Regions from separate parts of the Mus musculus genome. Here all the other regions are linked to region 2. Evidence: chromatin contacts called from public ChIA-PET data. All regions are on one chromosome and are shown on one strand. The core of a region is the stretch at or near the end of the contact, and the rest is flanking DNA. Distances in the headings are between cores, read along the strand shown. Region 1 holds the start of Errfi1 (ERBB receptor feedback inhibitor 1). Region 2 overlaps Rere (arginine glutamic acid dipeptide (RE) repeats). Region 3 holds the start of Rere (arginine glutamic acid dipeptide (RE) repeats). Region 4 holds the start of Tnfrsf9 (tumor necrosis factor receptor superfamily, member 9). Region 5 overlaps Tnfrsf9 (tumor necrosis factor receptor superfamily, member 9).

Region 1 (4,566 bases), core at 894-3,393, 300 kb before region 2:
TACGTGCATCTGGATGGTGAGGCACCAGTTCATATTTATGGAGATTAGGAGCAGAGCTGCTTCTCTGGTAGAGGGAGCCAGGGACATTCAAATTCCTAGAATTACCCTGGGCACCACCTTTCCCTCCTCTGCTTGCCTTTCCAAAGCAACCTGATGTAGGTATGCTGACAATCAGGTCAGTTGCAAGCTGGTGTGGTGCACCTGTAATTTAGGGAACTTGCTTTTAAAAGCTACTATTAGTATGAGCTGAAAGGCAGTATTCATCTAGTACAGCTTTGGAGAAGTGGCAATAAAGACTCAGTTTCATAAAACATAAAACACCTAGAGACTACGACATAATTAAGTCATACAAAAGGCTCACCAGTATCTACTATGAACCCAAAGTAGGAAATCCAACTCATTAAAAAACAATAATTCTACCTCTCAAAAATATGAGAAATCCAGACATTTCATAGCAGCTATTAACAAGGAACAACAGATTTTCTTTCCAAACCTTATCAGTTCTTGGACCAATCCTGTTAAGCCTTAAAATGTAAACCATGCTTTCCTGCATGTATTTAATCAACATGAACTATATTCAAGGCTGTGTAAAATAAGAGCTGTTCAGGGCATTTTCCAGCCCTTAAGGAGTTTACCATCTGATTTATTTGCCAAGATACAGATTTACAGTTTGAGATTTTTACCACTGATCAGCAAATGTCCACCAGTGCACAGGAGAGGGAGTGAAGGCCATGACAGAGTGCCCAGCCTTTTTAAACATCTTCATGTATTTCCTCTCAAACCTGATAATATCCGCCAGAGTTGACAGGTTAGTACGAAACCAGCTTATTCCTTACAAAATTTGCTCTTTTACTGATAAAGGTATTTAGATTATCTTTGGTCTCTATTTTGGTAAAATCTCTCTTAAAATCTCCATGTTTCAAGAAAAAAAAAAATTTAAAGGCAAGAGCCACCACAGTGAACTCAAAAATGTCCCAGTCTTAATAGATGCATATTCACTATACCTGTATAGACTTAAGGAAGTGTAAAACTGTAGAACTTTTCTTTTTTCTTTTTTTTTCCAGGATGAAAAAAAAAAAAAAGGCAATTTATACCTCACCTTTCTTCACCCCTGACAGTTGCCTGGAAACCAGTCCTGCCCTACCTGTGCTACAGGTGTACCTCCCGTCACATCTCTTTTAAAGCTACAGTCTCTATTCTTACTACACTTAAGTTTATGACTAACAATCTATTCACATTTTTATCAGGTAGGAGACTGGTTTCTTTCAAGCAATGATGAAATCCTAATAAAGACTGAGGAAGCACCCATCCAGCACCACCAATCACGATTAATTTGAACAAAGATAGGATATACGTATAAAAACAGGATACTGCCAAGGAGCCTTGGCGTTTGAACAGTTCTGTCTGCATTTTCACTCCTTTAATATATAAGTCATTTAAGGCAAAGAATCATGTTTCTGGAGAGGAAAAGGCCACGGAACAACTCGGATGAATTAAAACAAATATTTTTTTTTAAAGGGGAATGACCTTCGTCGCCGAGTCTCACCGAGACTCAAGACTGGTACCAACCAGGGACTAGCAATCTCCGAGCCCACCCGCGACAGCTTCTCGCAGAAGCTTTCCGGGCCGGACCGACGGGTGCGCGGGGTGAGAGGGAAGATGGAGGGGGCCGCAGCAGTTCCACCGCATCCCTGGGCCGCAGCTGCACCGGGAAGACCGTGGAGCCGCCGCTCCGGAGCCCCAGGCTGTGGAGACGTGTCGTGTGCGCGCCGGTGCATGGCCCCGGCGAGAAGCCGAGGGCGCCCGCGGCCCGCCGCTCCTCACGCACCCCGGCCCATCCCGGGAAGCGGAGTGCCGGAGGCTCCGGCTCCAGCCCACCGCCCGTCCGCCCGCCCTCCGCGCCCCGGCCCCACGTCTCCCGACGCCCGCCAGGCCCCTTACCCCAAGGGAGCGGGACCCCGCGGCGCCCTCCCGCGCATGTCCGTCCCGGCTGGCTCAGCGCCGCGGGCTTAGGGGCCCGAGCATCGCGCAGGCGCCTCGCCGCTCTCTTGCCCTCGCTCTTTCTCTCTGCTCGCTCGCAGGCTATGCTCGCGCTCGCTCGCTCGCACAGCTCACGCTCCGCGCCTCGCACTCGGCCGCCGACGCCGGCGCAGCCGACGCCCGTATTTATACGGTGAGCGACAACGTGACGTCAACGCCCGCAGCCCCGCCTCCTTCACGCAGCCAATCCGGGCGGGCGGACGCTTAAAGGGGCGATGCCGCTACCGAAGAGTTTGCGTGGGGCCCGCCGGGCGGCGCTAGCAGCCTCGTCTCCTGAGGGGACGTTTCTATTTGGGCCGCCTCTGTGCGAGCTGCCTAGCCTAAGGACACCGAGTTTTCCTTAGAAGGTTGTGAGCGGCCCTGTTTCCATCCCCGGGGAGGGAAGTGACGCTGAGATGCACTTGGATCCAAGAAACTCAGGGAGCGGGAGAAAATGGGGATTGGAGAGGAGAGGGGCACCCCGAGGTGTATATATGTGTGTGTGTGTGTATGTATGTATGTATGTATGTATGTATGTATGTATGTATGTATGTATGTATGTATATCGAGGGATGGTCGAGGGATGGCGAGGAGAGTGATGAAGAACGGAGGGGGACGGTGAGGAACAACGAGGGACTGCTGTGATGATGCGAGAGAGATGAAGGGCGCTACAACCAGGGATGGATGACCATGAAGAAAGTGGTCTCTGGGAAAGAGGGCAGCGGACTGAGGGGCAGTAAGGGACAAAATGCGTCTGAAGACAGGAAGGGGCAGGGAGTGTCTGGCTAAGGACAATAAGGGATGGAGGGGCAGTGAGGAGCAGTGTGAGGCACTGCGGGACTTATAGAGAACCTCACTAATTGATCTAGGTAGTTAAGGGACGGTGTGGGAAAGGAAGGGACAGAATGGAAAGGTGAGGGGCAGCGCAGAAAGGTGAAGGACAAAGGGGACTGGGCAGTGGGCCATGCTGTGTGGGCAGGATCAGGGAGGCCTCACTCCAGGCTCCTCTGTACTTGGCTTGGCCTCCAGCAAGGCTAGGCTGATCCCGGGCACCTCCCCCAAACCTGCCCCCAGCCCTCTTGGCTTACCTGTCAAAGTGCTGTTCTCCATGTCTTTTGGCCCCAGGGTGGCCGCTGATGCCCAAGGACAAAACGCCATCAAGTCTACAGGGAGGAGGGTTCGTGGGGCAGAAATCCGGTGATGCAACTTAGGTTTATAGTTTAACCGTAAAATAAATAATACAATGATAAACCAGAGTAGTTCAAGAAAAAAGGCAAACAGACAGAAGCCCTCCAGTTTGGACTAGTACAAATTCCTCTTAATGGCACTCCACAGAGTAGAGAGCGCAGACCTATGGCTGACCTCTGTGGTCCGCACACAGAGCCCTTCCTGCACTGCAGCAAGAATGCCTGATAGTTATAGGCTTAGCACCACCTAATTGAGCCAGTTTAACATATGGAATGAGGTGCTGGCCTCATTATCTGGTTAACTATTAACTTTGTGCCCCACGAACCAAGTTGCTTCTTCCAGTATTGACTTGATTTTTTTTTTTAATTGAACTCAAAGGCCTTAACTTTAAACTCAAGGCCTGATGCACTGGATTTTTAAAAAGAAAAGAAAACTCTAAAGTCTTGCTTTGCCCACTCTCAGCGGCAGGCTACCAGGATGTTAGAAGGTTCCTCCCCTCTTTCTGATGGTCCCTACTGGCCTGTAGGGGCTGCTGGGTTGCTTCCACACCCACGCTCCTAGCAATTCAATTCTCCCATCTTTTCTTATGGCCATTCTCTTAGTAGTATTTTAATCTTATGGAAATTGGTCATTGCCACATTGTCTATTTATTATTTACTATTTATTAACATTTATTATTTACTTGTTTAAGTTTTGGTGGGTTTTAAGACAGTTTTACTCTGTAGCCCAAGCGGGCCTACAACTCACTCTACACAGCTCAGGTTAACCTCAAGCTTGGTCATCCTTTGGGCTCCAGTGTATTGAGATTTACAGGCATGAAGTCAACACGGCCAGCTTGACTCGGTTTTGTTGAAAGTCACAGAAAATCCTCTTGCCCCCCACCTTTGCTATTCCTGTTTTATCTGTATGCTATGTAAATAGCCTCCCTGTCCCTCCTTGTGTGTGTGTGTGTGTCCTCCCCTCCGTGTGTGTGTCTATGTGTCCTCCCTCCGTGTGTGTGTGTGTGTGCATGTATGTATGTGCATGTGTGTCCTTCCCTCCATGTATGTAATGTGTATGTGCCTATTTGTATGTGCATATATGTGTGTGTATGTGCATGTATGTATATGTGTATATGCTTGTTTGTATGTGTGTGTGTGTGTGTGTGTGTGTGTAAGATCTCCCTCAGAACAAGCCCTCACAGTAGAGCATTTACTATATGGGAATTCAGTGAGGTCCAGTTTCATCGGAGAAGAGCCCTAGTTACTCTGATTTCCAGTTGCCACAATGCAGTTGTAATGTGTGCTCTAGCCTTATTAGCATGCTTTTATATTCCCCTATTCACAAAACAGTGATAATCTCCACAGCAACCGCGGGATA
Region 2 (4,309 bases), core at 768-3,267:
CATAAAACAAGATTATGAGGGCTGGTGAGATGGCTCAGTGGGTAAGAGCACCCGACTGCTCTTCCAAAGGTCCGGAGTTCAAATCCCAGCAACCACATGGTGGCCCACAACCATCCGTAACGAGATTTGACTCCCTCTTCTGGAGTGTCTGAAGACAGGTACAGTGTACTTACATATAATAAATAAATAAATAAATCTTTAAAAACAAAACAAAACAAGATTATGAGCCCAAAGGGAAGGAAAGTCAATGTCTTTTTAAGAAATGCAGTCCAGTGGAGCTAAGAAGCACTTCCATCAAAGGCAGACCTCAGTCACCAGTAAGCTTCCTGTCAACCAGCAGTCACTGTCTCCTACCCACCACAGGCACTGTGTTTGCTCACTCTGCCCCCGTGAATGATGGCTATCACACTCAGGCAAGTCCCTAAAGGGAGGCTTCTAGATAGAAAGCTGGTATGAGCCAATCACAAGGCTGCCCTGCTGGTTTCTGTTCAGAACAACAGTGCTCCCATGATACCTCACTTTTGCTAAAAATATTGATACTGAGGGAACATGAACACAGCTGTGTGTAAATCACACACACAAACAGATCAGCTCTATCTGCTTAAAAGGGATACAAACACACTACTAATGCATTTGCATTCACAGTTGGACACACTGAGCTGCAAGCTGAGACTTTTCTGCCCCCTCCTCCCTTCTGATGCAGAACATGGTTCCCTGCACTTGTTTGTTGGAGAAGGTATCTGAGGTTAGGAAGGAGATACTGTCATAAGAGCTGTGGAGTTTCATTTTGGCAGGAAAATCCATCTTGCTAGAGTGACTTTAGTTAGGAGCAGGGGGCACCCATTACTTCTGGCATTTTGCTGGTGAAGGCAAGACAGCTGTTCAAGGCTAGGCTAGCTACACTGAAAGATTATCTCAAAAAAGAAAAGTGGAGGTAATGTGGGGGATGGGAGAAAAGGCAGCATGGGCAGAAGCAGAAAGTGGGGAGCCTGGGCGTGTTCAGAAAGAACAATCAGAAGCCCTGTCTTCTATAATAGGCTCACACAGACACATATTGTGCTCACACAGACACATATTGTGCTCACACAGACACATATTGTGCTCACACAGACACATACTGTGCTCACACAGACACATACTGTGCACACGCTTGAAAGAGACCCACCAGCTGGGCAGTGGTGGTGCACACCTTTAAACCCAGCACTTGGGAGGCAGAGGCAGGCAGATTTCTGAGTTCCAGGCCAGCCTGGTCTACAGAGTGAGTTCCAGGACAGCCAGGGCTACACAGAGAAACCCTGTCTCGAAGGAAAAAAAAAAAAAAAAGGAGAGAGAAAAAAAAGAAAGCAATAAAGGAAGAAGTTCCAATAACAATATGTGGACACAACAAGGACCTAATTTTATTCTTTTCTGTGTGTATGTGTGATAAAAATCCTCCAATTAACTTCCTTCTTTTATCTTTTCGCAACGTCGTTCCTATAAACCGAGAGGGGGAGGGGAAGAGAGATCCATTTCTAAGGCTTGGTTTACGGTGCTTACAGTTTCACCAATAAATCATCTCCCAATCTGGGCTTGGAAAAGCACTGGCCACGGTTTGATTGCTCCAGCCCCAGGTTGCCAGGCAACCAGCACAAGGGGGAAGTCTGAGAAGAGCTGACAGATAGCCAAGTGGCTGAAACAACAGACTTCTCTCTGTCACAAATGTGTTTCAGAGCACTACTTGCCCACCTCCTGCTCTCTGCTAAACACGACATGACTGTAAAATCAAAATCAAAAGGCCCCTGTAATAAAAACATACTTCCTGCCCAATTACCAATTGTTAAAATGCTGTGGGGAGGCCCAGATCACACAGTGTACTGCAACAGAAATGTGATACTGTAAACGAGATGAAGTCGCAGCGTTTGAGAAACCTGAGCTAAATGCGGCCTTGTCATTTCAAGTCAGGGGACCTGGTGCGCAGAGGAAATCAGCAGCCAGAGAAGCACCGGAAGGAGAACAGCGACTGATGGAGGAGGACGTTAAAGGAACAACCCAGACAACTACGTTACAGGGGAAGTCACAACTGCTTGATAAAAACCAAGAAACTCTTCAACTGTTCACTGTGGCTTAGAGACAACAAGAGTGTCCTTCCTCTTCAGGGTTGATCAAGGACCTCCTGGAAGCCACACGTGCTGGTGGTTCCAACTGGACTCCCAAATGCTTAACTGTGACCTGGATTATCAGAATGCATTCTATTCTTAGGATAATGTTGATTTGACCAGTTTGAGACACAAGAGTCTAAGGAAGCATGCGCAGCCCCTAGGGTCTGTGTCCTAAGCCAGCACACACGGCGCCCACAGGTATAATAAGTACCAACTCTGAGGCCATGGCATTGAACCTGACATCTTGAATGTTCCAGAAACAAGGGGCAATTCTTAATCTGTTTTATGCCATAGATACTTTGTCATTCTGGCCAACCTAAGTCTCCTAAAAAACAGTTTGTGTTTGCCTAAATACATGGGACTTCAGAGGGAGCCAGTGATAATGAAATTCCATCACTAAAACATTTTTAAAGTTTATTTTTATGTATATTAAGTGTTTGCCTGCATGTATGTAGTGCACTGCATTTGTGCAGTCCCTGAGAAGGCCAGAAGATGGTGTCATATACCTTAGAACTAGACTTACAGGCTCCTGTCCACAGCAATGTGGGTACTGGGAACTGAAGCCAGGGCCTCTTGAGAGTGGCCAAGTCTTACCAGCAAGACATTTCTCCAGCTCCACCTAAACATTTTTTCCTTTTTTTTCTTTTTTGATTTTTCTAGACAGGGTTTCTCTGTGTAGCCTTGGGTGTCCTGGAACTCACTTTGTAGACCAAGCTGGCCTCAAACTCAGAAATCTGCCTGCCTCTGCCTCCTAAGTACTGGGATTAAAGGCGTGCGCCACCACGCCCGGCACCTGAACATTTTAAAAGGTGTGCTGGAGTGGTGTGTGTGCTACATTAACAATAAAGAGCAAAACTACCTGAGGGTCTGCTATAGGGAAGAGGTGGTGGTGTGCATTTTTTTTCAGTGTGAGCTCACAACATGGGCTTCAGAGTACAAGGGCAGAAGTATTCTATCAAAGCAATGTCAGCCAGTTCATGCTTGGGCGCCCAGGATGACCCTCTCTTTATACTACCAACCCATATCCTACCAGGTCTCCAGGACTCTCCTGGGGACCAGACTGATGATTCAAATAGTTCTTAGGGAATCCATTTCCAAACCCTCAGCTTTCGTAGGATTCATCTGTCAGAGAGGGCCGGTATCTACCTTTCCTTCTCATCTCTATTTATTTGTTTCTGTTGTTGTCTGTTTTTATTATTGAGACAGGGTTTCTCTGTGTAGCCTTGGCTTTCCTGGAACTCAATCTGGCTTGAACTCCTAGAGATCCACTGGCCTCTGCTCCTGAGATTAGAGTGTGCTTCACCACCTCCGGCTTTCTTCCCTCCCCTCTTCTCTTAGGAGGAAGCTTTGGTGCTCTCAGGGCACTGCATAGAGCACAATTCAAGGCCCCAGGGCTAAGTTGGATACTTTTTGTTGTTGTTGTTGTTTTCTGGGACAGGGTTTCTCTGTGTAGCCCTGGCTGTCCTGGAACTCACTCTGTAGACCAGGCTGGCCTCGAACTCAGAAATCCACTTGCCTCTGCCTCCCGAGTGCTGGGATTAAAGGTGTGCGTGTGCCACCACACCCGGCTTTAGATACTTTTTAATTCTGTTTTCAACCTAATTGAAGTTTTGATGAAATACCATTTGTTAGGCAACTGAAAACAGAACCCAACAACAGATCATACTTTGGGCATTATTATGGAAGGAACTCAGGTAAATCAGTGGTGCTGGCAACCCTTAATTTCCATCTGTTTATTCACGTAAGCATGGCTTCCTGGCACTGACATCTACAAATAACTGACAAACGGGAATGAGCAGAACATCACCTCATGCTAATGTTCATCTAAGAGCTAATTTTTAGAAAGTCCACCGCATTCACCAGGCAGCGATGACACGCACTTGGGAATGTGTATGATGGATGAGTTTTAGTTTGCCTTATGTCTGCGCACCATGTTCCTGGGACTTCTGGAGGCATAGAGAGCATAGGAACTCCTAGACTGGAGCTAACAGACATTGTGAGCCACCATTTGGTGCTGGGAACTAAACCAGGGTCCCCTGTAAGACATTAAGTACTCTTAACCACCGAGGAGTTCTCTAGACACCCATTTTATTTTAAATGTCAACATTTGTACATTGGAAATGACATCCTCATGATAAAAAAAAAAAACCACATACACACAAAAACACACA
Region 3 (4,503 bases), core at 888-3,387, 270 kb after region 2:
AGAAAACCAGATCTTTTCTTAAAACACTATTGAGGGGAAAAACTATATTGATAAGTCAAGGATCAAGGACCATCAATCAAATCAATTTCTCTCTCCCTCTCTCTCTCTTACACACACACACACACACACACACACTCACACACACTCACACAAAATACTGCAACATATTAACCTCAAATAGTCTTTATCATTTTAACTGAGACAACCTATTTCTACTTATAAAGGCCCCAGTCACACTCAGCAAAATAAAAATCAAGTGAACAAATCTGCCCCTAACAGAGCCAGGGGTCTCAAGGAATGGAAAGCAGAGAGTGCAAGACCACCATGACAGAGTTGATCTTTACACAGATGGAAAAGAGCAAGCAGCAGAAAGCAGGGCTGCAAAGGCAGGGAGGGAAACAGGAGTCTTCTGAAAGCGTTCCACAGTGTCCTTTAGTGTCCCATGTACTCATCTGCCTTGCAAGGTTGCAAAAAAAAAAAAAAAGGCAGATGTGAAATGGGTGAAAGAAAACTGAACAAGAAAAGCACCTTCCCATCCCCCATCTCCTCTCATCCCTCCCCAAAAGAGCCGTGTTTGTCTGTGCAAACCTAGCCCCAAATATGGGAGAGAGAGAATGGATATCTGTATGGAAGAACAATGAGCCCTCTGCCTGGTTGTGTGTGTGTGTGTGTGTGTGTGTGTGTGGTGTGTCTGTGTCTCTGTGTGTGTCTGCTTCTGCCTCTGCCTCTTCCCTTCGACCTCAACAACAGAGAAAACTGGAAGGCAGGCTTTCACCCAGACTAGGCCATCAAAATCAAAAACGGTTTGCAATTTAGAGTGGAATTAACTCAGCAAGCAAATCCATGGAAGGAAATATCTCGCCAAAGATGATTTTATTATTGTATAGATAATCCTCTCCCTCCCCTCCCCCATCAGACTGAGACTAAAGAAACCAGTGTACACCAGACAAAAAGGTCTCTCTTTAAATGGAAAGCAATTATAAAAGCTATTTGAAATCTAACCTAGGATGTATTATTCATTTGAGCTGCACTAAATGTCTGTTTTGTAATCCACCAAGCTCACACTCACTAGTTAATCTGTTTTGTTTTGTTTAGTCTTAAGAATTGCTTTGCAGAAGGCTATTTCAAGATTCATACAAAACTACTTTTTCAGAGCCACCTTAAAATAGCAGCACATACTGAAACATTTAAAGCACCCAGTTTCTCAAGGGCACATTCTGCTGAAATCAATGTTTGAAGTCTGTAATCAAAAAAAAAAAAAAAAGTAAGCAAACCTTGGAAAAGAGACAGAGGATAATGACTATTCAACAATGAATCATTTTATTTTCATTTCAACAACTTCTCAAGCGAACAGTTTCAAAGGAAACCTGCAATACTCCCTCAACACAACACACACCCCATTCGATGTAAAACTACCTTCTTCCCATAACCCTAAAAAAATATAAAGAAAGAAAGAAGGCACCCTCCTTCAGACAGCAGAACTTAAAATCATGACAGAATTCTACGCCGCTCCAAGTGGTATTTGGTTCCCTAATTTTGGAATCACAGAGCCTGAGAAGAGAGACACAAAGGAGGAGTCTTCCTCCTAATGTGAAATGAGACTTTAATGAGTCCGTTCCCAGACCCCCACATTCACAAATATCCAAGAAATGCACAGCTTCGGGTCCTTCCCTCTCACAGTTGAGCTGCTCAGCTAGTGGCGTGTAACAGTTTAACCTCAGACTAGTTCCAGAGCGTGCCTAAGAAGCCAAGAGAGAGCAGGGGTCAAGAAGCACGTAGTACAGTCACCTGGCTCGCACAGGACCAAAGGCAGCGTCCGGCCCATGGTTCCCCGAGGGCTCGCCTCCACTCTCACCCTTCGCATTCCGCCTCGGCTTTCCCGGCCGAGCCCCACCGCCCACCCAGAGCACTCCGACCCCAGAAAGAGGGGCCGAGGAGGGGCGCCCGCGGCGCGGCGCTGACAACTTGGACACTTACCTTCCCCTCGGGCGCTACACCATCAATGAGAGGGGTGGCGGCCGGGCTCCGGGGAAAGTGCAGGGACCGGGAGGGAGGCCGCGGGGGCCGGCGGCGGACCGAGGGCGGTGGGCGCGGGGCCGAAGGGGCCGGCCCGCGGGGATGCGACACCGGGGGGCTGCGGGGCTTCCCTGCCGGGACTTCGACCTCCTCGGGTGGGCCAAGCCTTCAGCAGTGGGAGCCCAGGACCATGTCTGGTTTTGTGGATTTTTTTTTCCCAGAGGGCGAGTGGCTCCCACCGGAGGATGGTAGGGTTTTTTTTTTTTTTTCCTACCCCTCAACTAGGAGAGAAAATGAGGCGGAAACAAGGTGGGGAGCGCGTGAGGGGACGAGGCGCGGGGAAGGAGGCGGGGACCGAGGCCCGGCGGGGCGAGAGGCTGCGGAGCGCGGGGGGCGGCTCGCGAGCGTCTGTGGGAGCAGCGGCACCTCCGCGATGGTGGCGGAGCCGCGGGGCTGCTGCGCCGACCCGCCGCCCACTCCGCGCTCGGGCCCGGCCCACCTCGCAGTATCGACCATCACCATTGGTCTGTCTCTTCGTGACGTCAGTAGAGGACGGGCCAATAGGAGGCGGAAGGCGGGCCTGGGGGCGGGATGTTTGCTCCAGCTCGCTCTTCCATTTTCTTTTTTTTTTTTTTTTTTCTTTTTTTCCTCCTTTTTTTTCTTCTCTCTCTCTTTTTTTTTTTTTTTCTTCCTTTTTAATAAAATGAGCAGAAGGCAAGGCAAGGGGAGAGGCCAGGCTTTGGTGGCGGCGCGGCCGAGCCCTTAGTGCACGCTCCGGGCGGCGGCCGGAACCTGGGAGATGGGCTCCCCGCCCCAGGCGCGGCTTTGTGCTTGGTCCGCCCTGCTCGGCCACAGGCAGAGCTCCCAGCGGCCAGCCCTGTACTGACCCTCGGGATGGTCTACCTCAAGCGGGTCGGTCTTAGGGGTGGGCTTGGCGACTGTCCCCTTGCTCTTATTATTACCAGAGCCATAATTGCTTATTTCATTTAAGAGACAGATTCCTATTCCTTGAGGTTCAAGGGGAGCTACAGAGTGGATTCGAAGTTATTTGTTCTGATGGGTAGTTCATAATGTTTTAAAAATAATGTTTGACCGAAACTGAAGTGAAAAAAAAAAAAGAAAAGAAAATGTGAATTGGTGAATTGTGCTGCTTATTGATGAGAATAATAAAAGGCCTCATTAAGTAATAAAGAACAGGGCTCAACTGCTCTTTGCAGAAGACCCCACTTCGGTTACCAGCACCCACATCAGGCTGCTAAAGCTGCCTGTAACTACAGCTCTGAGAAATCCAACACTCCTCTAGCCTCCATGTGCACAAACCTACACACACACACACACACATATGACTTTAAAAAAAAATAGTAATAAAGAACAGACCATTACGACGGAGAGTCTTTTAAAGAGAGCAGTAGCTGTGCCCTGTTGGGGGAGGGGAGGCGTAGACTAGTTTCACCAAGGCCTGGTGGCTCTTACCTGTTATCTTAACACTAGAGAGCCAGAGGCAAGAAGATCTTAATTAAAGGTTAAGGCCCACCTGGTCTACAGTGTGAGTTGCAGGCCAGTCAGAGCTACATTTGGAAACTCTGTCTTAAAAATGCCAACAAAAAAGGAAAGGAAAATCCAAGTATCACCTTTAAAAAATATTACTATATTCCCACTATGCTCAAAGACATTATCACCATGTGTACCACATACTATAAGCCTGAGCCAGGGCAAGCCAATGCTCCCATTCTACTTAATATAATTTATAGGATCGTGGGGTTTGGAATTTTAATTATAATTACCAGTTTTTGAAATGCATATCATGTTTATTGAGTTCTTTCACAGACTCTGGCATGAGTCCAGGGCGAATCATCAGCCTATTGTTAGTTTGTTAATATTCTGTAAATGCTTATTGGTGTCCTTAAACCATACACTCTTCTCAGAGGAGTTAAGGTCTGTATATAATAGAATAATTAAAGGATAGAGCTTGGCTTAAAATAATTCACCCATCTATTTCAAATAGAGGGATAATTTTCTCTTTGGAGTGTCTATTCAGATTATAATTCCCACATCCAAAAGTTCCTTTTAAAAATAATTTCAACTAGCAGATGTCATTGAACTGTACGGCCCAAGAGATCTGAAAGGAAATGGGGTCTTTTTTTAATTTAACATTTTTTTTCTTCATAAGGGGTATATGCATGCTACAGTGATCCCAGGAAGGCTTTTGGGGGTCTTGGGTCTCTCTAGTCCACTCTCCACGGACTCCAGGTTTGCAGTTCAGGCAGTTAAGCTTGGCAGTAAGAGCCTTTTTACCTGCTGAGTCTCCAAGGCCCACAACTAAGCCTTACCACTTACTACCTTTCAACAAGAAAAAACTCTTCCCTTTCAAATAAAATGAGAACTTGGGAATAAAGAGCTGGCTCGATGTCTAATAATGTTTGCTGCTTGCTCTCCCAGAGGTCTGAAGTGCAATTCCCAGCATCCATGCAGGGCAGCTCACAAGTG
Region 4 (4,497 bases), core at 498-2,997, 360 kb before region 2:
AAGTCTCAGTCAGTCTCTCTCTCTCTCTCTCTCTCTCTCTCTCTCTCTCTCTCTCTCTCTCTCTCTCATTCTGTCGGTGTCTGTTTGTCTCTGTCTGTCTGTCTGTCTGTCTTGTTTGTTCCCCACCCCCCAGATCAAGATACAGTTCTCAGTTCCTTCTCCAGTACCATACCTGCAGGCTGCCATGCTTGCCACCATGATGATAATGGAGTGAACCTCTGAAACTGTAAGCCAGCCCCCAATTAAATGCTTTCTTCCTTGATCATGGTGTCTCTTTATAGCACTAGAGCGGTGACTAAGACACTTGGCTTCCTGAGTGCTGGAATTACAGGCATGAGCCACCACACCTGGTTTGAATCTTACACCTAACCTCATAGCCGTTCAGAACTGTGGTTACCATTCTAATGTGGGAGGAAGAAAAAACTGTGTGACTGCAGGCCAATGTTCCAACTTCTGCACCCCCTCTTCATCGCCATGACAACCACAGATGCCACTAGTGTGGAACCAGTGAGCCATGGGACAGGATGTGGTGGGGGTAAGGAGCAGGGAGCCTTGAGACCAGGGGAGCAGGCCTGGAACAAGAGTGGGGTTGAGGGGTGTCCAAACCCCGGAAATCTTGTCCTGAGATCGGCACGAGTAGGATCACCCCTACTTGCCCTGGCCCGCGACTTGCCTTGGGCCTGCACGTCCCAGTACGCATAGCCCTGTCCCTTCACCTTTGCTCCTCTGGAGGAAGTCCTGTAGCCCTGAAGCCAGGCAAACTTCCTCTCTCCTTATAAAGTCACATGCAGTAGCACATGGAATTCCTCCTTACACAAATGAGGCATCCTGACCCTGGCCAGTGATGTATGCTCACCTCAATAATAGCCCCTAGTCACCCCGCAAAGGTTAAGTAAATAAAAGCTTCCCCACCCCCATTAAAATGAATTGTCTCACTGAAGCCTGTCTCCTGAGACTCTGTTCTCCCAGAGCTCGCCGCCTCTGGTCTCTTTACTCCCAGAGCTCGCCGCCTCTGGTCTCTTTACTCCCAGAGCTCGCCGCCTCTGGTCTCTTTACTCTCAACTGTTCCTGCTTCACCTCCCCCTTAGGATCCACAGGTTGTAGTCGGAGGCTGACTGTGCTGCTATGGGCAAAGAAGTGGGGCCTGAAGGACAGCTGGCACCTCAATGTGGGACACGGACACAACCAGGACATCTGAGAAGAAGGTGAGTACCCACACATACCAGGGGGCATCCATCAGCCCCACCAGATCCTGCCTCCTCCTCATGAGGACTGGCAGTCTGGTTTTGCCTACCATCTTGTATTTTCTTTTTATTATGTCACCTTCTGGCTATGGTTACTCCTTGGCATTGGTAGAAGGTTCCCAGCCCCCTGCCCACATGTCAGCCAAAGCCGGTATCTTTATCGCTCCTTGAAAAACAAAACAAAACACAGTTACACAGTGACCACTTATGCATCCTCAGGATGGTCATTGGTTTCTCTGAAATTTGCAGGCAGGCTCAAGTCCTGGCTGCACAGGAAAGATTCTCTTTGACCTGGGCAATTCCAAACCTTTCCTATCACGGGAAATACCTCATCTCATCAAAAGGAGTCCCAAATCAGAGGGCTAAGAGCCCTCAAGACCAAAGGCACAAAACTTACCCAAAGGTGAAGAAGAATAGTGGCAGCTGGAACTCAGAACCCCTGACCCAGGGTCCCTGTCAGCTCTCTGTGCTGAGGGCTGCCTGCAGCACCTGAATTTCAGGAAGGATGGGCGGGCCGGTGGGTGGGGTTTTGCTGCTGCAGTGTCACAGCCTGGCCCAGAACTTATGACTTTTCTTCTTTGATTGGCTTTTGTCCAGTAGCAGAAGTAACTAATTATTAATGGTCCCTTTGTGGGGGAAAAATTGGGGGGAACTAAAAACTTCTAATAGAAAACCAAACACAATCAGAGCATAAAGTACTAAGCCAATGCTGTTTAGATTTCCAACGGTATTAGTCATTCACTATATGGACGATATCCTTGTGTGGGGACACTCATCCCCCTCCCTGTCCCGATCATTAATACCTTGTCTTCCCTAGGATTCAAAATGTCTCCTCCCAAAATCCAGCTTAGTCCACCCATCACATTCTTGGGAACAGAAATTTCCCTCACTTCAATATGCCTTCTCAAACCCACCGTTTCCTTCCCTCAAACCTTAACTCTCACCCCCCTCCAAAGCTTTTGGGAAAACCCATCACCAAGGCCCCCTCAGTATTTACTGACAGAGGAACGAGGGGAGCCACAGCAATAATGTACTGCTCTCCCAGGGATGAGCCCACATTATTCCATTCCAGAGAGCTGTCCCACCACTCCCCCAATGAAAGGAACCATACACAATTTCTTTAGCTCTCAAAGACGTCAATGGGCTCTTTAATCTTTTCTCAGTGTATATGCTGCTGTTAATTTGCTTCCATGGTTCTCAAGAGCCTTTTAAAATTAGATGCTAACCCACTATTCCCCCCACACCCCATACATGTCTCCATCCTCTTACAGGGAAAAGCCCCTCCCCTCTCCATCCAGCATGTCAGAGCTCACAGTCCCCTGGCAGGTCTAATATCTGAGGGAGGTGCTCTCCCTGATTGTAAGGTCTGTACAGGACAGGAAGGAGTGTTCACAGCCTCCACTTTATTGTTTTATTTCTTAACAACCCTAGGTTCCCTTCCTGTCAGCTGGTTGCTTGCTTGGTCTCTTGACCTATGGTTGACTTTATTTAATCCTGTTTACAATATTCAAGCTCTTGGATTAAAGGTGTGTGTGCTAAGGCTGAGCCACACCACAACTAAAAACAGGTTTTTCCAGTAAATAACACAATCTCTGGGTTCACAGTGTGATCAAATATCCTGCAACACTGCAGCCCAAATGGGAGAACGTTCAAAAAGATGACTTCACCACATTCTCTCCACCTTTGCCTTCATGAGAATTCCTCAACAGATAAAAACTATCTCTCAATTACTAGCTCCCAATTCAAGACCTTCTGCTCACAGTGAGAGATAACCATCATATGGGGATTCCTTACAATCCTCAGAGCCAAGGTATCATAGAAAGAATGCATCAAACTCTAAAATCCCAACTTTAAAAGCAAAAAAAAATCTCCTACCTCCCTAACATGCCATTAGCAATGGCCCTGGCTACTCTAAATATATTTAATATTTACAAAGTCTCCCAACACCCTCCTATATCCATCCACTGACACACACCAGGACTAACTCCTCCCATCCTGGTATGACTGTGTGTTCCCTTAGACAGAATATGGAAGGTACCTGACCCTCTCCTCATGATTGGACAAGGTTTGTGTCTTTCCATGAGACCTGCCCAGGCCTATCTGTATCCTAGACAGAAATGTCTGATAGATACCACTGCACCAACCAAGAAGATGGCCTGTTTCTCCCTGATGGGTCAAGGACTGAGGAGGAAAAGGAGGTGCCACTCCCGAGGAAACAGAATGTCCTGGAAGGACATCCATGACCTGGTAGCTGCACAGGCCTCTCTCTCCTCCACTCTAACAGTTGTTTTTGCGATTCTCCATTCTAACTCGGCTACCACCCAGCCCCTCCCTGATCTTCCCAACACCCACCACTGGAGAATTTTTGTTAGAGAAACCTATTGTAGATACAACAGAGTTTCAGGAACAGGAGATTGTCCTCCAACAGTGCCAGGAGCCTTTGCTCCTTCTGGTCTGGGTTCATCAAGTCTCTGAAACACACATCAGCAACCCTGCTGAAGTCACTACCAGCCAGGTTCTGCCTCAGTACCAAACCAGTCCCAACCTAGAGGCAGGGCTCTGAAGATTTCTCCCCGTTACAAAACAAGGGGGGGCGGGGGGGGGGGAGAAAGCCATGAGACCAGAGGAGCCAGCCTGGAGCTAGAGCCAGTTGAGATGTGACCAAATCCTGGAAATCTTGTCCTGAGATTGGCAGGAGGGGCTTTCACCATGGAGGAGGTCACGTAGCCGGAAGTCAAGCTAAACTTCCTTTCCCCTTATAAGGTCATGTCCAGCAGCACCTATTCCTGGAAGCAGAGCCTGAATGACGCACATTAGGTCTTACAGGCCTGGAGCCTGAGGCAGAGAGGGGTTAGTAATTTGCTCAGGAATACTCAGACTGCAAGGGGCTGGGTTTAGCCTCTGCAGGCTGACACCAGAGGGGGCAGGGTTTCCAAGGGCAACCAAAGTTGAGGGAGATGCCCGGATGGAACCCAGGACTTCTCATTCAGAAGCCAACCTGAGCCCGGGACAGGAGAGATGACTGACTCCGGATCTGCTGAGTAGGTTTTACTCCTGTGAATGAAAAAAAAAAAAAAAAAAAAAGAGGGGGGTTGACTCAGTGATTTGAGGGCACAGGCTGAAACCACAACTACGTGAATGAATACCCAGAAATGGAGAAATGAATACCCACCCACCTTCCACAGACGTGACAAGGAGCAGCATCAGAGGCTACATGGAGCCTCACTTTTACAAATCCTGGCTAGGAGAGAGA
Region 5 (4,573 bases), core at 873-3,372, 380 kb before region 2:
CTGGGAAAAGGCAAAATCTGCAAGTTCTAGAAGCTGGACCTCAAACCAGAGGGGTCCAGGGATCCACACCACGTCGCAGTCAGAGCTCTGAAGACAAAAGGCAGAGAAAAGTCTTGAGAGCAGCGAGAGACGCCGGCCATGCCGGCCATGCTACTTACGGGGAAACCCACTGGGATAACAGCGGATCTCTTATCAGAATCCTGGAGGCCAGCAGGAAGTGCCTCCCACCACACAGAAGGGGAAATGTTACCCTATTTACAGATGACATTGTGGTCTACACAGAAAACCCCAAGGACTCTGCAAAACACCCCCCTTGACCATGGGGGTGTGTTCATGAGAGAGACGGGATAGAAGCCAGTTTCACAAGCACACCGCTTCTACACATAATGAACACATGATCTAAGGCCCTATGTCATGTCCAGTTGTCTAAAGAAAAGAGGGGGTGGGACTGGAGTGCTGGACACTGCTGGCTCACACCTTTAATCCCAGTAGATCTCTGATTTTAAGGCCAGCCTGTCTACATAGTCCCAGGACAGTCTGGGTTACACAGAGAAACTCTGTCTCAAAAACAAACAAACAAACAAAAATTCCAAGAGCCTGGAGAAATGGCTCAATGGCTAAGAGCACTGACTGCTCTTCCAGAGGTCCTGAGTTCAATTCCCAGCACCCACATCTCACCCACAGCTCACAACCATCTGTAATAGATTTGATGCCCTCTTCTGGTGTTTTGAAGACAGCAACAGTGTACTCACATACAGAAAATAAACAGTTCTCTAAGAACAAAAGCAAACAAAACAAACAAAGGAATGGGGCTGGAGAGATGTTCAGTGGCCAAGAGGGCTTGCTGTTCTTGCAGAGGACCTGAGTTCAGTTCCCAGCACCCAGGTCAGAGAGCTCACAATCTCCTACTCCAGGGTGTCTGCCTCCAATACACACAGCATTCACTTACACAGGCATATATATATATATATATGTATATATATATATATATATATATATATACACATAGAAAAGCTTTAGAAAAGGATTTTTAAGAAGACAGAGGCGATAGTTCAGTGACTAAAGTGCTGGCCACCTACTTATGAGGATGTGAGTTCGGATCCCTAGAATCCCACAAAATGACCACGTGAGCATGGCAGCCTGGCTGTAATCCCAGACTTGGGGGGTAGAGAGAGGAGACCAGATCCTCAGAGCAAGATGGCTAGCAAGCCCAGCCATATAGGTGAGCTCTGAGTTTGATTGACAGATCCCACTTCCATGAAAAAGATGAAAGAAAAAAATCAAAGATGATTCCTGACACCAAAATAGGGCGTCCACGTGCACATTCTCCCACACAGGTATGCCCAGATGTGTGCAAAAATACACACACACACACACACACACACACATGCACGCGCGTGCTCGCGCGCGCGCGCTAAGAAGGGGGGCAGTAAATACTCAGGCCCAAATCTTAAAAAATAAAAATAAAAAAAGGCATATTGGACTTATATATTGTAAATTATAAAATATCGGTAAGGAAAGAGGAAGTGTAAATGGAGAGCCATACTAGGTTCATGGAGAGGGACAGCTAGCGGGAAGATCCGCAGATTTCACGACACCTCCATCAGAGTACCAGCTGCCTTTCTGTAGACACAGATAAGAATCTCATAAAGTTTACACGGAACTATAAAAGAAACAGAATAAACAGCTAAAACAAACCTGAACAGGTAAGATGGGGCGGGGAGGGTCCTCTACTCTCTACCCAGTTTTGAGACTGATATTATCATCACAGTAATCAAGACTCGATGGTGCAGGAATAGACACACAGCTGTAACAGAAGACTCCGCCCCCTCACAAGAACTGCCAATAATCAGGGACTCCACCCCCTCATGAGCACAGAGCCAATAAAAATGTGGGTAGACAGAGAAGGGAGACTGTTTCTTTGAGTAACACTGGAATATGGCAAGCACAGCTCCCTAGCCCCAAAAAGAAAAAGTCTCGACCTTAAGTTCTGACACTTTATAGCTAGCTAACTTATAGCTTTAAATGTCAAACACAAAAGTGTAAAACGTAGACACTACCACTGGGGAAAGTCTCAACCCTTCCGACCCAGGACGTAGGGAGGGGTTCTTAGATGTGGGCTGGCGAGGTAGCTGGGCGAAAAGCACCTGCTGCTGAAGCTTGAAGGCTTGCGTTTAATCCCTGTGAACCATGTGGTAGAAGGAGAGCACCTACTCCCACGGGGACTCCTCTGACCTACACACATGCACTTGCATGTGACTGCCCACACACACCCGTGCCCCCACATGCATTCCACCATGCACACACATCCATAGCCCCCACACGCACGCACTCATGCCTCATTACACCTCCTCCTCTCATACATCCACCACACTCTCTCTCTCTCTCTCTCTCTCTCTCTCTCTCTCTCGGGGAGGGAGAGACATAAAACTATTTTTCCTTTAGGAAAAAAAAAAAGTCAGTGCTCTATTTACATGTACACCTACACACCAGAAGAGGGCATAAGATCCCATTACAGGTGGCTGTCAGACACCATGTGGTGGCTGGGAATTGAACTCAGGACCTCTGGAAGAACGGTCAGTGCTCTCAGCCAGAGGAGCCATCTCTCCAGCTCCATTAAGAAAATATTTTGAAGCCAAATCCAGTGGTGAGACCAGCATTCCTATGGCAAGATGGATGAGAGGCAAAGACAGGGGTGGGGAATGGGGGTGGGGCCGGGGATGGAGACTCAGTGCTAGCTAGTCTACATTGCTTGGTGGATACAAGAGAGACTCAGCCAAGTGGAGGAGAGAATCTCCCTTTGCAGGTGGTCTTCTGATCTCAGCACACACACAAAGTAAACAAAAGCAAACTCAGAAACATCTGACTCTCTGGGTGCATTTATCTTAAGAGACACAAAAACTTACCCTCACATGAAACCTACCCATAAGCATCCATAGATTTAGGGGTGGGTTGTTGTTGTTTTTGTTTGGTTTGGGTTGATTGTTTTACATGTAAGAGTAAAATATCACAGGGCTGGAGAGCTGGCTCAGTAGTTGAGCACTCGCTGCTCCTGCAAAGGACCCTAGATCAGTTCCCAGCACCCACACAGAGGAGCCACACAGTGACATATCACTGCCTGTAAGTCCAGTTCCAGAGGGTCTGGCCTCCACATGTCCCTGCGTGCATTTTATACAATAAAACTCATGCAATTGTTTTTGTAACAAATTAATTGTAACACATTAAATAATAAATATACTTTTTAAACAACTAGGAGTTAAAATGGAAAATAGATGAGGGGGCTGCCAGAGAAAGGGGGACAGGAGTAGGGGCTGAGGAGAGCCAGCGGGGGCCAAGACCTTGCTTGTGGATAGTCTGGGGGCATTTTGTTTGCTTGATTGTTGTTGAGTCTTGTGATCTAGGGCCATGAGCCTCCTGCTTCAGTCTCTCTCATGCCGGGGCTCCAGATCTGCACCCCACGCCCCACTTTACAAGCTGCCTGGTTCAGTTATGTTACATGAATCTACACAGCTAATGAAGTGACTGACAGCTATGTGTGTTCACACCATCATTGTCCTGGCCTCGTGGTGACCTTAGGGTCTCACGGATGCCATGTGACGCTATCCTGCTCTTTGTGACTTTCTGTGAATGTGTAATTATATAAAAACTAAAAGGGTTTTAAAGCTTTTTATAAAATTGCAGGTCAGTCATTACTAATTAATACCTTTGAAGACATGTTCATAGAAACCTTGTTGGCTCTCTGGGAGTGGGGTGTGATGAGGATTTTTTTGGTAGTTTAGAGGGCTGCGCCGGAAAGAAGCCTGGGCAGGAGAGAGAACGACCAAAGAAAAGGAACAGACATCTACAGCTGGGGACATGCACGGTGTCCCCTTCATTGATAAGGAAAGGGCAGGTGGCCCGGCAGGAAGACTTCTCAGCGTAAGAAATCCAAACAGCCAATCAAATGTAAAAAGGCAAAAGGCAGCTAACTTCAACCATCATCAAGGAAATGTAAATTCAAAACACAACGAGCTCCTCTTCCCCACCCACCAGACAGATAAAAATAGCGCTGCCCCGTTCACACGGAAGCGGAGCAAGTGGAGAACTCGAAGCTCTCTGAAGAGGCATCCAGTACAGTCCCCGTCCCCCCCCCATCATTTCGGAAAAGTTTGACCTACTGCCTTGGACACGACCTCAGTTCCTTGTTCCCACATCCCCCCGCCACAGGTTAAAAAACAAACAAACAAACAAACAAACAAACAAACAAAAACACAAATAAAGCTTGGGAGATGATTCTCTGACTAGTGAACAGCAAGCACCCTTACCCTGCTGGACCACCTCTCTGGTTCTAGCCTCAGGCTTTTACAGTGCGCTTGTGTGCCTGTGCGCATGTGCGGGCGCATGTGCGGGCGTGTGCTTGCGTGCCAGATGACAACCCGCGGGAGTCAGCTCTCTCCTACTACCCAGGGTTGGAGCTCAGGTCATCAGGCTTTGCAGCAAGTGTCTTAACCTACTGAGCTCTCCTCAAATATTTTAATCAATTTCGACACTTCGGTCCGCTCTCATTTGAAGCTGTAATTTTGCCATCTGGATG

Evidence for each region. ChIA-PET counts read pairs in DNA pulled down with a chosen protein or histone mark.
Region 1: a contact with region 2 is called in an RNA polymerase II ChIA-PET map of memory CD8 T cells, with 527 read pairs. The contact joins the promoter of Errfi1 here to the enhancer-like site in region 2. A contact is called at or near these places in 1 of 39 promoter capture datasets (hippocampal neurons), 1 of 484 Hi-C or Micro-C datasets (uterus), 4 of 115 datasets of contacts at active chromatin or transcription factors (astrocytes, bone marrow-derived macrophages, memory CD8 T cells and 1 more) and 2 of 9 other capture datasets (adipose tissue and liver).
Region 3: a contact with region 2 is called in an RNA polymerase II ChIA-PET map of memory CD8 T cells, with 257 read pairs. The contact joins the promoter of Rere here to the enhancer-like site in region 2. A contact is called at or near these places in 12 of 39 promoter capture datasets (the C10 cell line, the HPC-7 cell line, cranial neural crest and 7 more), 3 of 484 Hi-C or Micro-C datasets (the HPC-7 cell line, cerebral cortex and nephron progenitors), 16 of 115 datasets of contacts at active chromatin or transcription factors (bone marrow-derived macrophages, effector CD8 T cells, embryonic basal ganglia and 12 more) and 4 of 9 other capture datasets (adipose tissue, liver, macrophages and 1 more).
Region 4: an RNA polymerase II ChIA-PET map of memory CD8 T cells shows a contact between it and region 2, with 135 read pairs. The contact joins the promoter of Tnfrsf9 here to the enhancer-like site in region 2. A contact is called at or near these places in 3 of 39 promoter capture datasets (the C10 cell line, liver and neutrophils), 3 of 115 datasets of contacts at active chromatin or transcription factors (effector CD8 T cells, memory CD8 T cells and pancreatic cancer cells) and 1 of 9 other capture datasets (adipose tissue).
Region 5: an RNA polymerase II ChIA-PET map of memory CD8 T cells shows a contact between it and region 2, with 20 read pairs. The contact joins two enhancer-like sites. A contact is called at or near these places in 2 of 115 datasets of contacts at active chromatin or transcription factors (memory CD8 T cells and regulatory T cells).

Annotation. Positions count from the first base shown.
Region 1 is chr4:150,852,647-150,857,212 of GRCm38.p6, reverse strand. Errfi1 (ERBB receptor feedback inhibitor 1) reads right to left here and starts at 2,143. Exons shown (of 4, transcript NM_133753.2): 1 at 1,942-2,143. It overlaps 1700045H11Rik (RIKEN cDNA 1700045H11 gene), which reads left to right and starts at 2,264. Exons shown (of 4, transcript NR_040649.1): 1 at 2,264-2,387; 2 at 4,554-4,566.
Region 2 is chr4:150,554,304-150,558,612 of GRCm38.p6, reverse strand. The region is part of intron 11 of Rere (arginine glutamic acid dipeptide (RE) repeats); the gene reads right to left. Among named protein-coding and RNA genes, the nearest start is that of Gm52709, 89 kb to the right of the region's middle. Within about 2 kb of position 2,017, at least 225 of the 459 cell types and tissues checked have an H3K27ac peak or open chromatin away from gene starts, as enhancers often do. A contact at or near this core is called in the HPC-7 cell line, adipose tissue, astrocytes and 16 more, where this site is marked.
Region 3 is chr4:150,279,550-150,284,052 of GRCm38.p6, reverse strand. Rere (arginine glutamic acid dipeptide (RE) repeats) reads right to left here and starts at 2,137. Exons shown (of 23, transcript NM_001085492.1): 1 at 1,978-2,137.
Region 4 is chr4:150,917,405-150,921,901 of GRCm38.p6, reverse strand. It overlaps Tnfrsf9 (tumor necrosis factor receptor superfamily, member 9), which reads right to left and starts at 1,747. Exons shown (of 8, transcript NM_011612.2): 1 at 1,642-1,747.
Region 5 is chr4:150,937,695-150,942,267 of GRCm38.p6, reverse strand. The region is part of intron 7 of Tnfrsf9 (tumor necrosis factor receptor superfamily, member 9); the gene reads right to left. Among named protein-coding and RNA genes, the nearest start is that of Tnfrsf9, 20 kb to the right of the region's middle. Within about 2 kb of position 2,122, at least 37 of the 459 cell types and tissues checked have an H3K27ac peak or open chromatin away from gene starts, as enhancers often do. A contact at or near this core is called in memory CD8 T cells and regulatory T cells, where this site is marked.